Regions from separate parts of the Sus scrofa genome. Here region 1 is linked to region 2. Evidence: chromatin contacts called from public HiChIP or PLAC-seq data. All regions are on one chromosome and are shown on one strand. Each heading gives the region's core, a stretch centred on a gene start, on an enhancer-like site or on the middle of the called end of the contact. The rest is flanking DNA. Distances are from core to core; before and after follow the strand shown.

Region 1 (5,143 bases), core at 2,632-5,131, 200 kb after region 2:
ACCCTCCAGCTCCCCCCTCTACCCGGCCCCCGTGAAACACTAGAGAAGTCAAGAAAAAAAAAATCCTGAGCTCCTCTTTGTCTGCCATCTCCTGGAAGCTGAGCCACCTTCTGTTCAAATGGTGTTTCTTAACCCTTCTGGGGCCACACCCATTGAGGAACTGATGGAAGCTGTGGATCCTTTCTATAGGAAAGGACACTCGATTTTTCATGTTCAAGGATTAGTGTGTGTGGACCCTGGAGGCCAGCCCATTGGCACCAGGTCGAGAACCCTCAGCCTCATGCTCAGGTTGAGTTCAGCCTTGTCATGAATTCATCTTCCTCCTTTCCTTCCACTCCCTGTGACCCAGAGATAGAGACCGCCAAGTGCCAATACGCTGGGCTTCCCATGGGATCCATCAGAAACTGCGTGAAGCAGGAAGCCCGGTGTCTGGACAGCTGGACATTCCTTTAGCCAGAACCATCTGGATTCATGACATACAGAGGGCATTCAAGAAATAACTGTTAGGGAGCAGCAAACTTGACTAGTACCCGTGAAGATGCGGGTTCGATCCCCGGCCCTGCTTGATGGGCTGATAAGGATCTAGCATTGCCACAAGCTGCAGCAGAGGTTGCAGACTTGGTTCAGCTCCCACCTTGCTGTGGCTGTGGCGTAGGCCGGCAGCTGCAGCTCTGATTCTACCCCTAGCCTGGGAACCTCCATGTGCGGCGGGTGTGGCCCAAACTAAAAAGATGAAGGAAGGAAAAGAAATAACTTTACGGTAGATCTCAGTGGTGAGGTTGCCCAGCACCGTCCACCTACCAACCTACAGGGCTGCGTACGTGGCTCAATCCTGATCGATGTTCGTGTCCCACAGAGACTGTCCCAGGACTGCACCTGACTTAAACTGGGCCAGTCTGAGTCTTTTCCTGTGACGTTTTCTGCTGGAATTGGCGGTGAAGACCGCCTCCTGCCTCTCGGCTCCGATAGTGAAGCCGTGTACCAGGAAGGACGAGAAAAGGGATATTTGCACCTGATAACTGCTGTCCCCTGACATCTGAACCAAAGACTCCTTTTTGCCTAAACTGGTTTATACGTATAAACAAAGGACGGAAACAGCACACGTGCCGTCTCGCCACCTTTTCTCACAATAACCCTCATCACCAGTGTGGCACGAGAAAGGGGGGAAACATTTTCGTGGAGAGCTTACCGCCTGTTCCCCGTAGCCGAGGACGTCCGTGGAGCCTCGTCCCCTGGGGTCCGCGCCCGATCCTGAGGAGGAGGGAGGGCCAGGGCCGAGCGAGCACTCCCGTCTGGCCGTTCCCAACTCAGAGGCCTGTGCTCTCCATTCCTGCCTTGGTTTTGGAAAAAGAAAACGGGTTCTTCACAGAAGCCACATTTTCCCCTGCATCTGGCGACGTTTAGCCCCCCCCCCCCCCACCAGTCCTGCCTTCCCACTTCCCTCTTCCGGTGCTTTTCAGGTCCAAAGGCAGTGACAGGAGGAACCGATATTTGGGTCTTTCCCACACACACCAGTTCTCCAAACATAGTGGGCACTGTGTGTCATAGTCATTTGTCAAGCTCTGTGGTCTGGTGCTGACAGATTTTTCAGGAAGTGAGTCCAGTGTGGTTCAGAAGGCTCTTCATTATTTTGTTCCATAAACTGAGATGTTATCAGAAGTGAGAGTTTTTACGACATATAAGAAATATTTTCATCTAGAAGACACTGGCTACCTGTCATTTTGAAAGTTTGCCAGTGGTTGGACTTTTACAAGAATTATTTTGCTCCCGTAACTGCTGACTTCCATGACTTGCATTTGGCAGTTCCTAAACATTTTCTCACCTGCATGATGTTGACCTTTGCACAACTTCCTTCTTCCTTCAGTGTTCATATTTCTGTGGTTCTGCCCTTTTTATAACTACTTAAGGAAGAAAGAAAAGGAGATTTCTTAGTAGTATTTCCTGGTTGATACCAAGGAGGGAGAACCTTTTTTTTTTTTTTTTTTTGCAGGTGCAGCCCTAAGAAGTTCCCAGGCTAGGGTTGGAATTGGAGCTGCAGCTGCCAGCCTAGGCACAGCCACTGCAATGCTAGATCTGGGCTGCATCGGTGACCTACATGCAGCTTAGGGCAGGGATCCTTAACTCGCTGAGTGAGGCCAGGGATTGAACCCACATCCTCATGGATATTGGTTGGATTCTTAACCACTGAGCCATATTGGGAACTCCAAAGAACCATTCTTTATTTGAGGAAATGTCATGAGCTAAGGTAAGTCAGGAAGCTGAGTTTCTGTTAGACCTGGGCTCTTGGGAAAGACTCTGATGGGCTTTTACACCTCACCTGCAAGTGGAGATAACCACTTAGGTAATGCCTCTCCTAGATTTATAGCAAGCTAGGAAGTAGACCCCTTGGCTGAAGAATAGGACTTTCTTGGCTTTGGTGTCAATGTTGGACTAGTCATGTGACCTAAGATGCATAGCACACAGTGAAACACAATCCTGTCCCAACAAGTTGCACCATAAATGAATTGAGAGATGCTAAGGGACATCAGAGGACTCTGGGGTCAGTATAATAAACACCCACTGGCTCAGGAGATGGCCCCTGGTTAGGATTTCAGGAACTCTGATAAAGTTCCTACTCCACGCAGTGGGCGCCCCAGTAAGTGTTCATTTGTGCCCCGCCTTCCACAGACCCAGGATCTGACTGGTATTAGTAAATGATGGCTGAAATATTTCAAATTGGTCAGAGTGGCAGACTAGCGGAATTAACATTGATTTTAAAGTGATCTTCCTAAGTCTCCCTGAGCAGCGTCCCTTTCAACCCGGATCACTTGACGCTAACACCTGCAGAGGGATCTGCCGGTGCTGGGCCCTCATGCACCAACTGGCACCATTCTCCATTCTCGCCACGGTGCTTTCTGGCCGTGACTGACTTCAGGTCTGCGGCCGCAGGGGCGCCACCCCGCAGTCTCCCCACCACACTAGTCTTGCCTGCGCAGAAGGAGGAACGGATAGGAAGGGGTGTGGGAAGGAGGGAATCTCGCCAGGGTGATGGCGAAGGGCAGAGGGTGGCCCTCTGAGCTGCTGCCACTAACGCAGGGGCCAGCATTTCCAAGTGAAGCGGTGCTGGATTCCCTCCAAGTGCCCAAGGGGGCAGAAAAAGAGAGACTAGCACTGGGCCCGAGCAGGATGACAGCACAAACTTCCAGGCCTGGCTGCACCCTCTCTCCCAAATGCCTTCCTTTATCCTGGCTTAATTCGTATTCCGCCCTCTGAATTCAGAAGCAGCACCTAACAGGGACCTGGAGCAAGTCAACTTAATCACCTGTCTTGTCTGCCTGCATTTCCCCCACTGTTCATGTCACCGCACTGCATTTTAATTGCCTATGTATTTGCCTCTCCCCTTGGCACATCCTCCCCCCGCCCCCCCGGAACTGTTCATCGCTGTATCCCCCTTACCTGAGTGCACGGAGCTCCTACTGGCACAGTTTCCTGCCACCAGCTGAAATGGGGCTCTGTCCCTTGGGTTATCCCTGTGGAAGAGCTTGTCACTTGTTATAGCCCCTTTCTTGACTCAAGATTCTTCTTAGGCCCCAAAGCCGCTTCCGCAGGGAAATTTCCTCCCACCCACTCCTCACCGGGGCGCGGCCGGAGCTTGCCCAGGATGGCCAGCAGATGGCGCAGTTGCTCTCCTTATGGCCACTGGGGCTGGAACGGGAAACAAAGACCGGGAAAGAGGGGGGAAGGTGGGGTAGCTGGCAAGCCTCTCCTAGAAACCTGGCAAGGGGAGAAGCTTCCTGCAGAGAAAGCCCCCAGACCCAGGCCCCCTCCCCTTCATAACTCTCCCCCACAGGCCCAAAGCAGCAAAAGAGGAGGGAGAAGGTTCAGGGCAGGCCTGCCCAAGGAACCCATTCAAGGCTGTTCCATGGGCCCAGGTTGGGAAGCACCCACTGCCTCTGCAACGCTTCCCCCACAGGCTGGTGGGTGCCAGAAATCCCACCCTGGGGTCCGGCACCTGAGTCTCTTCCAAATAAGGCTTTATCCTGGTAGAGCCCACAGGGTCTTGTACTGCATACTTACTAGCTAAACCCTTGGGTCAGGTAAGGAGCCAGAGTCAAGTCTCAGTCTCTTCAACTCTGAAAAAAAGAGATTAAGTTTAATTTTTCCTGACAACGCCGATTGGAGGGGATTAATTATACATGAAGGTGTCTGAGAAATGGAAGCTGCCCAATCAATGACGGTTAAACTTCAAACAGGAGCAGAGAGCTGCCTCTGCTGGGGCACAGCCTTCCCTGGTCGGAAGACTCCTCCGTTCTTTTCTGGGAGCAGGTGGATGTGCCGGGTGAGGTGGGGGTGGCAAGGGGCCCTGTCATCTCATCGTCGCTCATCCCAGGGCCTGCAGGCTCCAAATGCTCTCCCCACCTCCTGTCTCCCACCCTCCCCTCCCAGCCCCCCTCCCGCCTCCGCCTTGCAGGCAGGTGTTTTCTAAATGGGAATCGAATGCCATCCCTCGCCTAAAATACTTAAAGACTTTCCATGCTCTCAGCATAAAGGCCGCACTCAGAAAAAATGTCATTCAGTGTTCTTTATAATCTGATTTCTCCCTACATGTCAGTGTCATAAAACAAGATTAAGGAAATGGGCTTCAATCAGAATAAACACCGTGAGGTCCAGGGGCTGGAGGGAGTGGGTACTGGGTGAGGAGGAACTGGCCGAGAGGGCGTGGTGGCCAGCACTGTCCAGGCCTTGATCCACCTTTTCTCAAGGACAGAGACTGGGTGCCCTTCACCTGGGACACTGTCTGTCACGGTAGATGCTCTGTGTGCACTGAATGAGTGGAGCCATGAATGAATGAGTGACTGACTTAGCGAATGACTAAATGAATGAGTGACTGAACGAATGAGTGACTGAAGGAATGAGTGAAAGAATTAATGAGTGAATGAACAAATGAGTGAACCAACGAATGAGTGAACAAATGAGTGAATGAACGAATGAGTGAATGAACAAATTAATGAGCAAATGAGCAAATGAACGAGTGAATGAACGAATGAAAGAGTGAACGAATGAATGAACTAATGAGTGAATGAATGAATGAACAAATGAACAAATGAATGAGTGAATGAACGAATGAATGAACTAATGAGTGAATGAATGAATGAACAAATGA
Region 2 (4,906 bases), core at 355-2,854:
TTCAGTGGGTTAAGGATCTGGCGTTGCCGTGAACTGTGGTGTAGGTTGCAGACGTGGCTTGGATCCAGCATTGCTATGGCTCAGATCCAGCATTGCTGTGGCTCTGGTGTAGGCTGGCAGCTGCAGCTCCGATTAGACCCCCTAGCCTGGGAACCTCCATATGCCATGGTTGCGGCCCTGAATAGACAAAAGCCAAAAAATAATTTTCTAAATTATTGGCCATCAAAAGCACAACTCTGGTCATGTTTCAAAGCTTCACCCACAAGGGAAATGCTGTCAAGGTTTAGGTGAGCTTAGAAGGTCTTGTCCCCTGCTGGCAGCTTAAACTGTCCTCATCCTCTCCCAGCTACCTCCTGCCTTATTGGAAGCCAAGCTGGCTCACATCTCTGACATTTCATAAAGTTTCCAGAGACTAACAGGACACCTAGAAGGTGCCACCTGGGTCAAGGGCCTCCTCTTTTTTCTGGAGCTGTTATCAGTGCAGCCGACAGACCAATACAGAAAGAATGGGGTTGGGTGTGGGTCAAGGGAGATTAAAAAAAAAACCCAGACCTCCAGACCTAGATGGAGGGAGCAGTATTGAAGATATATGTAGCACAGTGCCAAAGCCTGCTGCCCCAAAGAACATTTTGAGACTCCACAGGTTAAGACATTCCAGCCACTTCTGGGCACTTGTTTAATCACAGGGAATGAAAATCCAAAAGCTCATGCCCACATCTCACCCCCGCTGTACAGCACTGAGACATCCCATTTGCTAGAACCCTCTGCTTATGAGGCAAGCTGACTCTCCCTACCTCAGTGCAGCTTTTCCTGTAAACCACGACACTCACAAACACAGGCTGTTCTGGATTCAAGTCCGGCTGCTGCTGGAGCTCTACAGCCTCTGAGCCCTGCCCACCCCAATCACTTTTACCCTGGACCACTACCAGTCTCCTTTCCTAGGGGTTCTGCTTATCTTTCGGTTTGAAGACACATCCCATTGGAAATGAGCAGTGCACGATCCTATGTGCAAATGTTTGCAAGCAATTTATTTTTGAAACGATGCACTTTTAAAAAATTCAAGTCAAATCCAGGAACAGACTAGTTGGTGGGGATCAGCTGGCCCCTCCACCACAAGAGGAGAAGAATCCATTTCTGAAGTCAGAGCGGGAGGCAGGCATAGCTACTCCACCGGGGAGGTGAGTTCCTTGAGTCAGGAAGAAGCTTGAGAGGGGAATGCTGAGGCTTCATCAAAGACGGGGATCCTCTGGCCCTATGACCTCCTGGGCTAAAGCCCAAGGCAGCATGTAGGGTCTGGATATAGAGGAGGGCAGACCCTCACCCACCAGTGGGGACACTCTTGGTAATTCTGTAACTGAAATGAATGATGCCTTCCCAGAATCAGGCCTGGGAGGGGCTGAGGTCTCCTCACACTCCACACAGGCCCAGCAGCCTCTGTATCACAAGACCTCAGAGGGAACCTCACACGCCAACATCTCCTTGCTGTTTTTGTGTGTGGCTCCTGTAGCTCAGATGACCTGCTCAGGGAACACAGGGGCACTGGGACTGGGGAGCCTGGGAGAGTCCCCTATCTGAGGGGAAAAGCCCAGAGAGCAGGAAGTGAGGTGAGTCAGGCAGGCGAGGCTGAAAGTCAGAAGGTGGACATTAGGCATTTGGGTCTGTGTGGCCACAGAGCAATGGTCAGAATCATGAAAATGGAGAGAGGCTTACGACAGGGAGTTTGCCTACGGCACCTAGACTAGGCCTGTACCTGAAGAGGCCCTAGGGCAGCACTGCCCAGAGGAAGAGCCTCCGGGTGATCCCTGGGGCGGAGCCGTCCTCCATCCTGGTTGCCAGGCCTGGGCTAGGAGGTTCCGGAGGCAGGCGTTCAGCTGAGGGAAGCACAGTTCAGCTCCGAGTCCTCCTGGCTGCCCGCTGCCACCTGCTCCGGCTCTTCTGGGCTGTCGGTGATGTTGGGCTCACTGGAGCACTGCCGGTGGGGTGGGGGGAAGCTGGGCGGCAGGAGCAGGCACTTGTCCTCACTGCCAGCCTCCTCCCCTAAGCCTGAGTGCATCATGGTGGCCATGGCCAGCAGCTGGATGTCCGAGTGGGCATTGGCCACTGTGTGCCGCCGGATGCTGCCGCACTTCTCTAGGTAGGCCTCCCCCTCTTGCTCCGTCAGAGGGGTCAGGGCCATCTCATTCAGTGGGCGGCTGACTGGTGCAGCATAGTTCAGGAGTGTGACCTTGGGCCGGACCCTGGAGTGGCGCCGGGCTGCAAGAGAAAGACCAATAAAGACGGGTAATTGGAGAGTTGGTGTCAAAAACTCCTAATTAGTTTCGGGGAAGAGGAAAGTGGTGGCTCCACCCTCAGGGACAGTTTTAAATGAGACCCTGAAGTAGAAGGGAAGAACTTGGCCAGGTCAAATGCTTCCTCGTGCAACTTTATCTACTTAATGCCTGATACTGCCTATGACCAACACGCCCCTCATAGTAGGGGCCACCAAAGGACTTTCCATGATAGATGAGGTCCAAGGGAGCCTCCAGTCTTTTCCAGCTGCTGCCTGAGCTTCACTGGCTTTGCCCTTGATTCCCTCTCAACCAGTTTTCTTTGAAGACCTGGGCACTGGCTGGACCAACCAAAAGCCCTCTGGTTCTACTCAGCATGATGTACCCTCTGCCTTGTCAACAGAGGAAGTAGAAAAGGCTTCATAGGCGTAAATCCAGAGGAACAGACAACTGGGGGGGCCTCAGCTATCAAAGCAAGGGCAGTGGGACATCTCCAGACTGTTCTGAACCAGGACTACCAGCGCTCCCAGCAGGTCAGTGGTTTGAGACCCACGTTCTGTTCAAGTCAATGCTCTGGACTCAACCAAAGAATGAACGAGGCTCCATGGGTGGCCTCCATAGAGGCAGAGAGGGCTGGACACAAATTATAAAACTGCTACTTCTTGAGCTCTCACTGTATTCTAAAAACTATGCTAAATCATGAGATGCATTCATCCTTGAATCCTAAAAACGTAACCTAAATTATGATCGTTTTCTCCTCTGTAAAGTGGGAGATAACATGATGATCAGAGGTAGTAACTTACCTCCGCTCACACAGCTAGAATGCAGTAGAGCTGGGATTCAGACAAGGTCTGTCTCATTCCAGACCTCACTCTGGCCAGCACCAGAGACTGACAAAACAGAAGCCAGCAAATACAAGGCCCAGGGAGGAGGAGGGGCAGCCAAGGGATCAAGCTGAGGGCCAGAAAGGTAGTGAGAGAGACAGAAGCCAGCAAATACAAGGCCCAGGGAGGGGCAGCCAAGGGTCAAGCTGAGGGCCAGAAAGGTAGTGAGAGAGGGTGGGGTGGGGAGGAGGCAGGAGCAGCACTGGCCCTGGCCACATGGAGCCCCAGATGCAGCCCTCCGTAGGTTAACAGACATGCAGTTCTGAACTTGGGCAAAGGCACTGTGGCTAAAGATAGAAATTTTGATATTTTCAAAGACTATTGAGGAACATTAAAAAAATGTTCACTGTATAATATTTAGTGACAAAGGCAGAATATAAGCAGTATTATTATATGCTATTTTTTCCCTTTATAAAGTAAAACTGGGATTACACACACATACATGCACACACATATAAAAACTGAGCGAATGATACATCAAAATATTAATAGTAGTTACCTTTTGGTAGAGGGATTACCAGTGCTTTTTTTTTTTTTTTTAAGGTTCAAAATTTAATAATCTGTTCAAGGGCAAATGCTATAAAATTTGGTTGTGATGATCATGGTACAACTATAAATTAATAAAATTCATTGAGTAATTTAAAAAAATCTGTCCAAGGGCTAAAGCTTCAAAAATGACATTAGGACTCATAATCCCTGTCAATTTACTATTTTTGTGTCTCTTAACAGACATTTCATCAACAAGCATTCACCAAGAGTTTACACTAGGAGAGATAATGTGGTAGGAGCTGGGATAAAAAATTGAGTAGTTATCTGCCTTCAGGAAACCTCTGGTCTGGTACAAACAATAAAAATACCAATTAGGCAGATTCATAGTTGTGTTGGAAATATTGTATGTAATACAGTGCTCCATAGATCTTTTCAAAATGAGTAATTTGCTTATGTATTTTTTTATTACTCAAATGAATTTATCACATCTGTAGTTGCATAATGATCATAACAATCTGATTTCACAGGATTTCCATCCCACAACCCAAGCACAGCCCCCCACACCCCAGACTGTCTCCTCCAGAGACCATGAGTTTTTCAGTGTCTGTGAGTCAGCATCTGTTCTGCAAAGATGTCCTTTTTTCAGATTCCACATGTCAGTGAAAGCATTGGATGTTGGTGTCTCATCGTATGGCTGACTTCCTTAGCATGATATTTCTAGGTCCATCCATGTTGCAAAAAATGCTGGTATTTCGTTTCTTTTAATGGCTGAATAATGTTCCATTGTGTATATGTACCACATCTTCTTGATCCAATCCTCTGTCGATGGACATTTAGGTTGTTTCCATGTCTTGACTATTGTAAATAGTGCTGCATGAACGTTGGAGTACATGTGTCTTTGTGAGTCGTGGTTTTCTCTGGATAGACGCCCAGGAGTGGGATTGCTGGATCAAATGGTAGTTCCATGTTTAGTTTTCTGAGGAATCTGCATACTGCTTTCCACAGTGGTTGTACCAATTTATAATCCCACCAACAGTGTACTAGGGTTCCTTTTTCTCCACACCCTCTCCAGCACTTATTGTTTGTAGACTTTTGGATGATGGCCATTCTGGCTGGTATAAGGTGGTACCTCAGAGTGGTTTTGATTTGCATTTCTCTAATGATGAGTGATGTTGAACATCTTTTCATGTGTTTCTCGGCCATCTGTATGTCTTCTTTGGAGAATTGTCTGTTTAGATCTTCTGCCCATTTTTTGATGGGGTTGTT

Evidence for each region. HiChIP or PLAC-seq counts read pairs in DNA pulled down with a chosen protein or histone mark.
Region 1: an H3K27ac HiChIP or PLAC-seq map of alveolar macrophages shows a contact between it and region 2. The contact joins two enhancer-like sites. A contact is called at or near these places in 2 of 47 Hi-C or Micro-C datasets (embryonic fibroblasts and fetal skeletal muscle) and 1 of 2 datasets of contacts at active chromatin or transcription factors (alveolar macrophages).

Annotation. Positions count from the first base shown.
Region 1 is chr2:24,839,455-24,844,597 of Sscrofa11.1, forward strand. It overlaps LOC102163604 (a long non-coding RNA gene), which reads right to left. Exons shown (of 7, transcript XR_002341511.1): 2 at 4,057-4,112; 3 at 3,436-3,684; 4 at 1,823-1,898; 5 at 1,190-1,334; 6 at 1-463. Among named protein-coding and RNA genes, the nearest start is that of COMMD9, 23 kb to the left of the region's middle. Within about 2 kb of position 3,882, at least 17 of the 83 cell types and tissues checked have an H3K27ac peak or open chromatin away from gene starts, as enhancers often do. A contact at or near this core is called in alveolar macrophages, where this site is marked.
Region 2 is chr2:24,645,862-24,650,767 of Sscrofa11.1, forward strand. It overlaps PRR5L (proline-rich protein 5-like), which reads right to left. Exons shown (of 11, transcript XM_021083180.1): 11 at 1,004-2,253. The coding sequence ends at 1,868. Among named protein-coding and RNA genes, the nearest start is that of TRAF6, 40 kb to the left of the region's middle. Within about 2 kb of position 1,605, at least 3 of the 83 cell types and tissues checked have an H3K27ac peak or open chromatin away from gene starts, as enhancers often do. A contact at or near this core is called in alveolar macrophages, where this site is marked.